Regions from separate parts of the Mus musculus genome. Here region 2 is linked to region 1. Evidence: chromatin contacts called from public HiChIP or PLAC-seq data. All regions are on one chromosome and are shown on one strand. The core of a region is the stretch at or near the end of the contact, and the rest is flanking DNA. Distances in the headings are between cores, read along the strand shown.

The links. HiChIP or PLAC-seq counts read pairs in DNA pulled down with a chosen protein or histone mark.
Region 2: an H3K27ac HiChIP or PLAC-seq map of regulatory T cell precursor shows a contact between it and region 1, with 8 times the contacts expected there. The contact joins the enhancer-like site here to the promoter of Six4 in region 1. A contact is called at or near these places in 9 of 39 promoter capture datasets (the C10 cell line, the HPC-7 cell line, cranial neural crest and 6 more), 1 of 15 datasets of contacts at CTCF or cohesin (the NIH/3T3 cell line), 4 of 484 Hi-C or Micro-C datasets (bone marrow-derived macrophages, cerebral cortex, muscle stem cells and 1 more), 25 of 115 datasets of contacts at active chromatin or transcription factors (the 230-238 cell line, the NIH/3T3 cell line, T-cell acute lymphoblastic leukemia and 18 more) and 3 of 9 other capture datasets (adipose tissue, liver and macrophages).

What each region holds. Positions count from the first base shown.
Region 1 is chr12:73,110,894-73,117,192 of GRCm38.p6, reverse strand. It overlaps Six4 (sine oculis-related homeobox 4), which reads left to right and starts at 3,948. Exons shown (of 3, transcript NM_011382.3): 1 at 3,948-4,850. The coding sequence starts at 4,009. It also overlaps a transcript of Mnat1 not described here.
Region 2 is chr12:73,490,475-73,496,773 of GRCm38.p6, reverse strand. The region is part of intron 2 of Gm34080 (a long non-coding RNA gene); the gene reads right to left. It overlaps Gm34016 (a long non-coding RNA gene), which reads left to right. Exons shown (of 4, transcript XR_381683.2): 3 at 2,899-2,982; 4 at 5,869-6,299. Among named protein-coding and RNA genes, the nearest start is that of Gm34016, 16 kb to the left of the region's middle. Within about 2 kb of position 2,388, at least 20 of the 459 cell types and tissues checked have an H3K27ac peak or open chromatin away from gene starts, as enhancers often do. A contact at or near this core is called in regulatory T cell precursor, where this site is marked.

The DNA of each region.
Region 1 (6,299 bases), core at 2,699-5,198:
TTTAGTTCCAGCACTCAGGAAAAAGTGAAAGGCAGATTTGTATGAGTTCAGGGACAGCCTGGTCTACAGAGTTTGTTCCAGAACAAGGATAAACACTGTCTCAAAAATCAAAAAAAAAAAAAAGGAAAGAGAAAAGAAAAGGAAAAGAAAGGAAAGAGAAAGGAAAGAAGGGAGGGAGGAAGGAAGGAAGGAAGGAAGGAAGGAAGGAAGGAAGGAAGGAAGGAAAAGAAATCTGTCTTCTTGGTTAAAAAAAGAAAAGAAAAAAAAATCACATGAACTCCAACATAACATGTTGTACTGAACCCAATTTTCTTCCAGGCACTAAGATGGCAAGAGCACCTGCTTGCTTTCTGAAACAAGAATTTGGTTTTCCTCTTGCTCTTCCCACCACACCCTCTCAGCCTCCACTCTTCCACTCTTCAAGATCACAACACAGCATGACACTGCATGCCAGCGCAGCAGAGTCAAAACTCCCAACATGGCGGAGGAATGAAACAGAAGCAATTTCAAACACCACTGGGTGTAACCCATGCTCCAAGATAAACTCCACACAAAATACAGTTCCATTCCAATGTCACTGACCATGTTTGAATCTACTAGGAACTGTGCCAGGGCATACTCTGAATTCACCCTGCCCAAGCACTGGGAGACTAAGATTTCTGACTCTAGGAACACCTTCTGCAACTGGTGTATCAATTCACAAAATTCAAATCTGTAGCAGGACTTTGTAAACCTCCTAGGAATTGAATCCTCCAGCCTCCAAGATCCATTGTTTCCACAGACGCACTATTACAGATCTGACAGAGTCACCAGTGCTTACATAGAACCTGGTAGACTTAGTGCACTAGAGACAATATAGAAAGCCAATGATCAAAAGTTCAAAAATTATGTTCTTTTCTAAGCCATGCACTATACTTGATTGATAATCATTTTAAAGCTAACTCCTATGACCTCATAACCTGGCCAAAGAAATTTTAAATTAGGTATATAAAACTGAAAAGTCTCCTTCCGTGTATTATCAATAGGAAGATAACAATTTTTTACATTAGATTAATTATGCATCAAGTTCTTTTTGGAAAGACTTATTTGATCTTTACAGGAATCTTTTCTACTTTTTATACTGTAAGTGTATAATGGCAGAGCTAGGACTGAACCCAAGCCTTGATAGCTGACCCTTAAATATGTATCTTTTCCATGAAACCATGCGACTTCTTATCTACTTTGCTCTGATAAATAAAATTCAAAGAACCAAAAGCCGAATGCCCACCCAGATTGGACTGAAAAGCAGAAAGTAGTAAAAAAAAAAAAAAAAAAAGAATGAACGTCAAATAATGAAGTCTATAATGAATTAATTATGGTGCATAATATGCCAATGTGGTCAACTCACACAAATGTACTGCTATAAGGTGTAAGGATTAGGGACAAGTATGTGAAGGGTAAGTAGAAACTCTCTTTACTATTTTTATGATTTATCAGTAAATCAAAATTATCCTAAAATAAAAAAATGTTTTTAAGTGCAAGAAAAAATTTAAAAAGCAAGGAAGTTTTAAACTCAAATATTATCCTGAACTTGATAGCTATCCGGACGTTTTCAAAGGAGGAGAGATATAAAGTGTTGCCTATGGTTATCAATTTTAAATCTGCCGAAGATGTCACTTACAATTTCACCACACTAGGATACTGTTTTTGAAGCAAAAAAGAAGGAGAGAAGTGGGGGCTACTGAGATAGCTGACCGTGCAAAGGTGCTTGCCATTAAGCCTCACAGTTCACCTGAGTTCAATCCCCAGCACCAATACAGTGGAAGAAGAGAATCAAAATCAGACAACCAACTCTCGAGTTGTCCTCTGACCTTCACACATGTGTCATGGCTGGCATGTGTGTTCTTGCATGTGCTCGCGCATGCACACACACACACAAATAAACATTTTAATGGAGAGCAGTTAGGTTATGTATCAAATATCTCAGCTAACCAAGAATAAAGTGGTAGAAAGAAAGAAAAAAGAAAAAAAGAGCCGGCGGTGGTGGCGCATGCCTTTAATCCCAGCACTTGGGAGGCAGAGGCAGGTGGATTTCTGAGTTTGAGGCCAGCCTGGTCTACAAAGTGAGTTCCAGGTCAGCTAGAGCTACACAGAGAAACCCTGTCTCGAAAAAACAAAAACACAAGAAAGAAAGAAAGAAAGAAAGAAAGAAAGAAAGAAAGAGAGAGAGAGAGAGAGAGAGAGAGAGAGAGAGAGAGAGAGGGAGAGAGAGGAAGGAAGGAAGGAAGGAAGGAAGGAAGGAAGGAAGGAAGGAAGGAAGGAAGGAAGAGAGAGAGAGAAAGGGAAAAGGAAAGGGAACAGGAAAAGGGAAGGGAAAAGGGAAGGGAAAAGGGAAGGGAAGGGAAGGGAAGGGAAGGGAAGGGAAGGGAAGGGAAGGGAAGGGAAGGGAAGGGAAGGGAAGGGAAGGGAAGGGAAGGGAAGGGAAGAAATGGGAAGAAAGCAAACCTCACCAAATTGAAGTGACAGCAGGTGACCTGAACAGCTGCCTGACAACATGCTGAAATAGGCAGTTATGAGTGACTGGGAAGCAGAAACACTACAAGGCCACCCTGAAGTAAAGGTTAGGGGGAGGACATTTAGCTGTTAAGAGTTTGAGAAGAAGCATATGCAAACAAATTCAACTGGCCCACAGTAGCCAGAGACAGGCTCACCATCCCTCTCTGAGCTAAGACCTCATGCAAACCATGAAGGACAGAATCCCAACTGAAGATAGCCACATTGCACCTCCTCCCTTCAGCCTCAACCCTGGCGGAGCAATCCTAGCAAGGGTTGCTGATTCTGTCCGGATCTCTTCCAATAGACCCGCATATAGAGATGGTGTTCTTCCCAGACCTATCTATCACCTTCAAAGAGAAACTATTTATCCATTCCAGCACCACATCGTGTGTGTGTGTGTGTGTGTGTGTGTGTGTATGTGTGTGTGTGTGTGTGTGTGTGTGTGTGTGTGTAGGGGGGTGCTGATGGTATCCACATTTTGAATGTTTCTACTATGGTAAATAGATTTATGCCCTAGTCCATTATAATTTAGCTCTCTTCTATACTACTTACCCAGTATAAACATCCAGGTTTATTTTCTATATGCTTATTTGTATTAGGTCCATCTCAGGGTTTCTGCCTTTTTTTTTTTTTAATGCTTCTTGCCTTTGTCATCTCGGTGGGCTACACACACTGCTCATTTCAAGGTTTTTCAAGATCTCCCCCTCCGGAATTTTCATTACTACCAATGCTTCTCTATCAGAGCATTCCTTAGTGCTGTTCTTGACTCTTGAATACACATCCTTAATAAAGACATCCCTTAGTTTGGGGGGTGGGGGGAGGAGGTGCTGGGGAGCTTCGGAATTAGTCTCTGAAGTTTTGTTATCTACATACTGAGGGTGGTCTCTTTGTTAAAATTTTAGCTGTCCAGACTTTAAGGTCACGCGATTAGTATTCCCTTGGGAATCACTGGGCCTTTCTTTGAAAGAGCTGTCCAATTTTCAGGCCACACTAAATAACTGCCCATTCAGAAGCTTGGCCAGAAAAGAATGTCGGTGTTTTCCGGCAGGTAAAGGTGCCTGGGGGTCAGGGAGAGAGGGAAAGGCAAGGGGTGGAGTGGGAGGCGGGTGATCGACAGGGATAGAAACGGTGTCTCCTCCTCCCACTGAATGCGAAATAGCCAATGGGGTGGCTCGGCCGGGCCGGCCGGGCGGCCAGTGCCATATAGTATGCAGCAACCGGAGGAGTCACGTTGGGGGAACGGCAGAAAGCAGCTATCCGTTTACACTACTTTGCTCTAGCAGCTATCTTAATGGTGACTGCGTGGCCTGGGGGAAACCTGATCGGCCAGATCCAGCCGAAACCGGGAGGGAGGGAGTGGGCTTTCCGGAGGGGGGAGGGGGAGGGAGGCGAAGAAGGAGGAGTAAGAGAGGGGGAAAGAAAGAGGAAAAGAGTGCGAGGGAGTGAGGGAGGGAGGAAAATAAACAACAAAAAATGTCCTCTTCCTCCCCCACCGGGCAGATTGCAAGTGCGGCGGACATCAAGCAGGAGAATGGGATGGAAAGCGCCTCGGAAGGACAGGAGGCGCACCGAGAAGTGGCGGGGGGCGCGGCGGCTGGGCTGAGCCCCCCGGCTCCAGCTCCTTTCCCCCTGGAGCCGGGGGACGCCGCGGCTGCCTCCAGGGTAAGCCGGGAGGAAGGGGCAGCGGCGGCGGGAGCGGCAGATCAGGTACAACTCCACTCGGAACTTCTGGGCAGGCACCAGCACGCAGCCGCCGCGCAGCCCCCACTGGCCTTCTCGCCGGACCATGTCGCCTGCGTGTGCGAGGCGTTGCAGCAGGGGGGCAACCTGGACCGCCTGGCCCGGTTTCTTTGGTCCCTGCCCCAGAGCGATCTGCTACGTGGCAACGAGAGCCTTCTGAAGGCGCGAGCGCTCGTGGCCTTCCACCAGGGCATCTACCCTGAGTTGTACAGCATCCTCGAGAGCCACAGCTTCGAGTCGGCCAACCATCCGCTGCTGCAGCAGCTCTGGTACAAGGCGCGCTACACCGAGGCCGAGCGAGCGCGCGGCCGGCCGCTGGGCGCCGTGGACAAGTACCGGCTGCGCAGGAAATTCCCCTTGCCCCGCACCATCTGGGACGGCGAGGAGACGGTGTATTGTTTCAAGGAGAAGTCGCGCAACGCGCTCAAGGAGCTCTACAAGCAGAATCGCTACCCCTCGCCGGCTGAGAAGCGGCACCTGGCCAAGATCACCGGCCTCTCCCTCACCCAGGTCAGCAACTGGTTCAAGAACCGGCGGCAGCGTGACCGAAACCCCTCCGAGACCCAGTCCAAAAGGTGAGCGCCAACTTTCCTCCTCCCCCTTCCTCCCCCCACCCTTTCCCAGCTTTCTTTTCCTCCTAGCGCTCGAAAACATGGCGCTTACCTTCCCCACCAGCCTGGTCCGGCTGCCCACCTCTCCCCGCCCCCCACCTCGCTTCCCTACCGGGGTGGTAGGGGGGACGACGGTGGCAACGAGCGGGCGGGGGATCCTCCCTCCTAACCCTCCCCCTCCTGCCCCCAGAAGTTTCTGGTCGCCCTCTTAGGTCCAGTCCCCGCCCCCACCTCGGCTGGTCACTGCTGCCCGGCTTCCCACCCCCATCCTGCTGCCTTTGAAGTTGCCACTCTCGCCTTGGTTCTTTTAGGGAATGTGTGCGCACGCTGCCGGCAAGGCTGCTCTCACGGCAGCTCTGGGCCCGCAGGGGCTGCCGGCGCCGGCCGGGGTCCCTGCCTCCGCGGGGTTACCCGGAGCCTGGAGTGCGCACACGCTCCAGGGTACCCAGGGTTCGACTGAAGCCCGGGCTTGCCCTGGAGGTCACCAGGGGCTCTCTGGAAGGAAAAGGAGAGTTAATGGAGACTAGTGGCTCAGATGGGGTCTGGGGACGTCGAGGCTTTAATATGACAGAGTTAATCATTTACCCTGCCCGCCGCGGTTCCCATCGCTGCTAGGGCAGCGTGGGGTGTGGGTGCTGCTCGTCTCTGCGGTGTTTTGAAACCTGATTCTGAACAACTTCGGATCGGGTTACAGTGCCTCAGAGGTGGCAGGACTGAAGGACAGTTTCTTGGACCCCCTAACACAGCATGATCCCCTACTGACTTTGGGAATAGGAGACAAGCCGGCTGGCATAAGGTGGGCAGCAGGAAAGAAGTAGGGGAGCTATCCACTCAGTCCTCCTTCAGCCATCCTACACACACACAGACCCACACACACTCTCTCTCTCTCTCTCTCTCTTTCGTATAAAATGCAGGGTTTTTGTTTTGTTTTGTTTTGTTCTTCTCTTTTGTGTCTGCTAGAGTCAGACCCTTGGCTGTGTGTGGGTGTTTGTGTGTGTGGGTGTGTTGTTGTTTAGGTGTGTAGTGGTTGTTGTTGCTGCTGCTGCTGCTGCTGCTGCTGCTGTTGTTGTTGTTGTTGTTGTTGTTGTAAGGGTAAAGTAAGCAGAAGGTTGATGGCCCCCTCCCCGCGGGGATTGGGGAGAAGAGAATCAAAATGCAGTTCAAATGTTTTGCTCTGGGAAGGAACCCGGGAGCCATGGAAGCAGCCAGCCTGGGCCAGGTGAAGGTGATCACCCTGCGCATTCCAGAGCCCTCCCTCGCTACTATGCCCTGCGCCCGGGTGGAGCTGGAGGCCCACAGCTCACCCCAGGCAGGGAGAGAGGCGCACTGTGCAGCCCTGACCCTTGTTGCGGGTAACCATAAACAAAACATGCCGGGCGACCTGCGAGCACCCTCTCCGTCTTGAGAGAGGGG
Region 2 (6,299 bases), core at 1,139-3,638, 380 kb before region 1:
TTGAGTCTTCCCAAGGGCTCAGCGAGGACGCAGGTTCTCGAATCTTACACAGTAAATCCACATTACAACCTCTCTGAGCCTTACACTCCCTCCTCGCTACTATACCATGGCAGCTCTGACATCTCCACATACTTTCTCAGGAGCTGTTTTCTATGTGGCCCTTCAGCAACAGAGAGGACAATCATGATTTATAAGGAACCTTCACTATAAAGTTGAAACACATAACACAATTCCCTAAAATTTACAGTTGGAGAAATCGTAACAACTCAAATGTTATTTTTGAGTGCTTTTTTTTTTCCATTTTAACAATGGATGTTATTCCTCTGGGTGACATCATTGAGTAATTCAATCAGTAGGTTAACTAAGGTCTCCGCAATGGAACTGACTGGGATGGTGACAGCATTGCCTTTCTGTTTTGTGGGGTGGTGGCACCTCTACACAGCCTGCTTCCTCGTGAGGCTAATGCCAACTCTGCTGGGGTGTTATTGACAGAAATCTTGTATTAAGGAGAAAGCATGGACCAGCAGACACAGACATGGCTGGGTTTTCACATAGAGTCTTTCCTGTTGAAGTTCACCAACCTTGTGAAGAAAGAATATCTTTTTTGTATGGATGCATCACCTATCAATTAAAAAGCCTATGCCCTATGGCTTAGGCAGGAAATAGGAGGTAGAATATCCAGGAAGAGAAAGAATTCTGGGATAGAGCCAAGCAGGAGTTTCCCTAGGGAAGGTATGACCAGACTGACACATGGTCCCTGAGCACAGGTAGCCAACCACGTGGCAGAATGTAGGTTAAAATAAATGGGTGTCTCTAGTTATGATCTAGTCAGAGTAGAGCCCGGCTATATGGCCAAGGTATTTGTAAATATATTTAGAGTCTGTGTCTTGTTTCTGGGAGCGTGGGGCTGGGAGGCAGAACCAGGCCTAACTTGTAGATCCCTGTCTTGGTGGAAAGACATAACATGAAGAACACAATCCCCTCTTCAGCCTTGGAGTTTCATTGGTTCTGTAGTCACCAAGCAATGTAGTCATCTATTTATATTAAACGGTTATTTGTTATCTATTTGGAACTCAAACTCAACTTGGCATCCTGTCCTTTCTCTGGGGATTCTAATAACACAACTGCCATATTTCATTCCCACGGAGGGCCAAGGACCACTACCCATCTGTAACAATCAACTCTAACACACCTATTTGTCCCACATCCTGTCCCTGCTCCAAAGCCAAAGGAGGTTTACGTCGTCCAAATGGCGGTCCTTGCCAGCTTCAGTTTGGGTTGTTTACTTCAGGAACACTGATTAAGTCATATATTACAAAGAAGCCTCCCCCTACCTCTAATTCAAAACAGCTGAACCAGCTTCCGTGCCTGCCAGCCAAGCCTTATGGTGCATGCCTTCGGAGGGGACGGGACTTGGGACGAGGGCGATGGGTGGACAGCTTTAGTATTAAGCAAGGACATCACTTTGTACCCTTGTAGAAAATGCTCTTTATAGCGCATCAGGTTACAAAGCCTCAGTTAGGTTGGGGAGGGGGGCGGCAAGGAAGGACAGACAGAGCACAGAGGGGCACAATGTTTGAGGATCAAAGAACCCAGCCTGTCAAGTGCTGTGACATTTCTTCGGTGAGGAAATGGGTTCACATTTTACCCCCGAGGGTTTACAGACAAAAGCCAAGGTTCCACTCAAAAAAATTTAAGACATTTATTAAGATGCCAAACTGCATCTACCCACAGATGCTTTGGACCCCCACTCGGTTTTCCCTTTAAACTCTGGGGGCAGGAGGATAGTTTATTATGTGGCTGTGAGGGTTGCGCTCAGCTGAAATGCAGACATCTTGAAATGTGTGAAAGATGAGGAATGAGTTTCCTTCTAAAGTTCATCTAAAAAGGACTAGGACGTTTGACCTGAAGCTATGAGGTGATGATGGAGGGCTGGCTATAGGCACGCATGGTATCTCTCCTCTCCTCTCCTCTCCTCTCCTCTCCTCTCCTCTCCTCTCCTCTCCTCTCCTCTCCTCTCCTCTCCTCTCCTCTCCCCTCCCCTCCCCTCCCCTCCCCTCCCCTCCCCTCCCCTCCCCTCCCCTCCCCTCCCCTCCCCTCCCATCTGCACTGCAGAGCTGGAGGAGAGGGTTCGAGGTGAGAGGAGAGAGGGAGGCTGGGAGCTCGGGAAGTCTGCAGTGAGTACAGTAGATGCATTTCCCCGCTCATAGATATCTCCAGCGTTGCCTTTCTGGAGAGAATCCAGTTTGCTTTAATTTCATTTTACAGTAAACTCTCTATGAATGGACATGAAAGTGCCGTCAAGGTCAGCAGGCCACGGGATGAAACGGACCGGCTCGGACCTGCTCAGAGCAGTTCCACCTTCATGTCTATTGACCAGAAACATGGCATTAGCTATGCTGAGGAAACCAACAGAAGATAAAATCAAAGCTCAGCCTTTGCACGGCTCCAAGGCAGGCCCTATATTTGCCTTCGTGCAAGCTTTGTAATATCTGCTATAGCCTGACAGGCGTTTGAAAGAACAGACGTTCTATGAGAAGGTCAAGGAGGCAGATCCTGCGCTCAGAGGCTGCCCGCCGAGATGCCCACATAGATAGAGCAGACCTGTGGATGTGGACAGACGTCTGCCTCTGAGGCTAGGGAGAAACCCGTGGTTTCTGTTTTGTTTAGTTTCAGTTTTGGGTGTTGAATCTAGGGCCTTGTGCATGCTAGGCACGTGCTCTACCATTGATCTACGTAGCCAGTCTGTTTTTAATTTTTTTTTTCTTTTGAGACAGGGTCTCACTTGGTCCCCCAGGTTGCCTTTGAACTTGCCCAGGCAGACCATGGTGTGGCAATCCTCCTGCCTCCATCTCCAGAGTAGCTAGGATTACAAGTCTGGATCTTTTACTCTTTCAGATGTCATGATAGCCTTCCCTTTGACTTTACCCTAAATGTTTCTCAAAGCCGCAGAGAAGGTTCTGACAGGATGGCCTTTCACAGGTGAGAAGGGGAAAGGTGATGGCGCTGCCATTGAGCCTCAGGTGACGTGGGTGAAATCAGAAAGATGCATGGAACCCACATAGAGAAGGCCAGATGCAGGGGGCACAAGCCACTGAATTCCCAGTCACGTCAGAGACCTAGATGGGCCTCAGTTTAGGGAACTTAGTGAGATTTTTGTCTCAATGTAAAAACAGAAAAGGAGTCTGAAGATTTAGCTCAGTGGCAGAGCACCTGCCTAGCACTCAAGAGGGTCTAGATACAAACCTCTCAGTTCCCCAACCCGCAAAGATAACCAGTGAACTCAGAGTACCAGGGCTGGAGCTTGGTGGTAGGCACCTGCATAGTATACATAGCCCTTGGCGGATGTTATCCCCAAAACCACACACACACACACACACACACACACACACACAAAGATGTACCAAGGACAGTATCATCATCAATATTCCATCTCCCTCAATCCCTCCTCTCCTGAGATGCCACTTACAGTAAAAGGCACGAATCTAAAGTATAGTTTTGATGAATTTTCACAACTGTAGTCTGTCTCAACACCCTTTACTCCAGATAGAGGACAAAGCCTGGAGCGAGAGACATGCTGTCCACAGCATTCCAAGATATGGCAGGCTCAACACCTTTAAATGCCAGAGTAGCCTGTACCTACAATCTCATTCCAGGTCTTTGCTGCTTGGTTTTGTAGCACCAGGTTCTACAGAACTAATGAGGAGTTTCATTTCCTCCTCAGAGTTTAGCCAGCACTACCATGTGACATTCAAGAGCCAGGCCTTCAGCAGCGAAAGGTCTCCTAAGCCTAGAGAAATGTACAAGGTCTTGTAGGGAGTGAGGTGAGCATTTGTAATGGACTTAGAGACAGACAGGTAAAATCGAGAACCTTCTATCCTCCAGAGGGGCCGATGGCCTCCTCCACCCATTCACCATGACTTTGTAATTTCTGGTATTGTTTGACTTTTATTACCTGTTTTAAACCCCCAAGCTTCTTCTAACCTGATACCAAAAAGTCCCCAGTGTCCAGATCACAAATGAATGAGGAGAGACGTGGTCTGAAGCGCGTGTTTAATAAGCCAGCAGTGTGTGAACCTGCAAAGGACACTGTGGTGTCCCGGAGACGCTGGTGGTCTCCTGCGTGTCTCTTGAAACTCATAGCAGTTCTAAGCTGTAGTATCGATCTGAGCTCAACACGAAGTTCTTTGTATCACACTAACTTGGGCCTGAGTGAAGCAGAGGATCTGTGGCAGCGTGGGATAGAACACAGAAGCAGACCTAAGCTCTTTTCCTAAGCAGTGACAAAACCTGGACGCCCCAGACCAGGAGTTAAAGGGAATTAAATAATTAAATAGCAAGTGTTTATTCCAAACGCATTGTTCACAAATACAGTTATGTTACAACTGTTTATAAATGTTTCTTGAACGTCTGCCCTGGTCAGAGTTCTTTGGAAAATAGAACCAACGGAGTGTTTTCAAATGTACAAAGAGAGCTCTTTTCTGAAAAACTGGATCAGTGACTATGGGCACGGTACACCTGGATCTCATAGAGACAAAACTTTAGGTAATAGTTGATAGTGTCATCTCAGGTCTGAAATCCACACAAGGGCAGCGAGCTAGAGGGGCAGGCAAGATTTCTGTGTTATAACCTGGAGGGTGAATTCCAAAGGAAGCCTCAGGTTTTCACTTTGGGATTTTAATGGATTGGACAAGGCCCTCTCGGTCTACAAAAGGTAATCTGCTTTATTGAAAGTCTGTGTTTGTAAATGTTAAATCTCATTTTCAAACACTTTCACATCTATACTGACATTTTACCAAACAACTTGGTACTACACAGCCTGGCAGAGATGACAGATAAAATTAACCATCACAGGGTTCAATTGTTTACTATGTTAGGGTTTGCAGAGAAAAACCTGTGGAAAATTAAACCTAAGAGGGGGCATAAAGACTTACTGTCTTAGAACCCTGATCAGCTGGGTTTCTGGTCTAGTATAAAATGTGATTGTAACCACGGTTGTACATTCTCTATCAAAGGAAGAGAAGTAGTGAATATACAGAAGCCAGCAATGCCCTGGAGTGAGACCTCAACTGTTAAACTCTGATGGCCTGGATTCTCATTGTGAGGGTTCAGGACCCAGCCAAGATAAGGGATGAAAGAGGAGACCTTCATGTGAAGTTGGATCCCATGAGTCATACAGTTTAGAGTAGACTAGAAACAAGCTTCCTGTGTTGAAGTGGTATCAAGGGAAATACTTGACAGTTAGTTTTTGTATAGGTTTTTTTTTTTTTGACCTGAATTTGTACTATCTCTGTGATCTAAACACAAGCGAAGAATTTAATTCAAAGTACTTCCAAGTCACGGTTTCCTCCAGGCAACTAAGGACAAGTACAGATCTTTTCGACTGCTGTCAACCACAGCTCAGGTTTCAAACAATCCCTACAGATGAGTATCAAGAACATGACATCAGCATCAAAAAAAAAAAAAAAAAATCACAAAACCCATAAACAAATAAGGCTCGGGGAATGATCATTGGCAGAATTAGGTCCACAAGATATTTCCTATTCTGAAATCTCAGTCTCAGAATGCAAATAGTTTTCTTTTCTGTTTCTTCTTTTTTTTTTCTTTCTTTTTCTTTTTTTTTTTAGAAAGGAAAGTTTGAAAATATGAACAGAGAACAGGAAAGAATTAAAAATTAGATTTTCTAGAAATTAAATTTTCAACGGGTGTGCTATAAACCAGAAATTGAACAGATAAAAGGGAGTTAGTAAACTGGTGAAGAGATATGAATAAATTATTCAGAATTTAGTCAAGACAGAGATAGAATATATGAAAAAGTGGCTAATAAACCTAGAGGCTAAGTCTAACAAGCATCCTCATTATTTCCAGAATTACTGGAGAACCTCAGATCTGCTACCTGGGAAACCAACCAATCAGTCCAAGTCTGATAAATAACGCATCGCTGTTACAGAATAAAAATACAGCAAAAATATAAAGAAAGTCATGTAACATCTGGAGAGAAAGCCAAAAGAAGCTTTATTGAGTGGTGATGCAAAACTGTAATCCTAGCAAGTGGAAGGCTGGAGCAGGAAGGGCACGGGTTCAAGGACAGCCTGAGCTAGAGTGAGTCCCTGGTTGGTCTACACAGAGTCTCTCAGAAAAAATAAAAGAAGAAAGGAAGCAGGTAAGAAGCACAAAACAGCAAAAACAAACAAACAAACAAAACCAAAAACAACCCAGCAAATAGTGTTCTATACTGCATCAAAGGACAAAGCACAGTATATTAATGTGTACAATATACAAGAAAAAAGACGTCAATC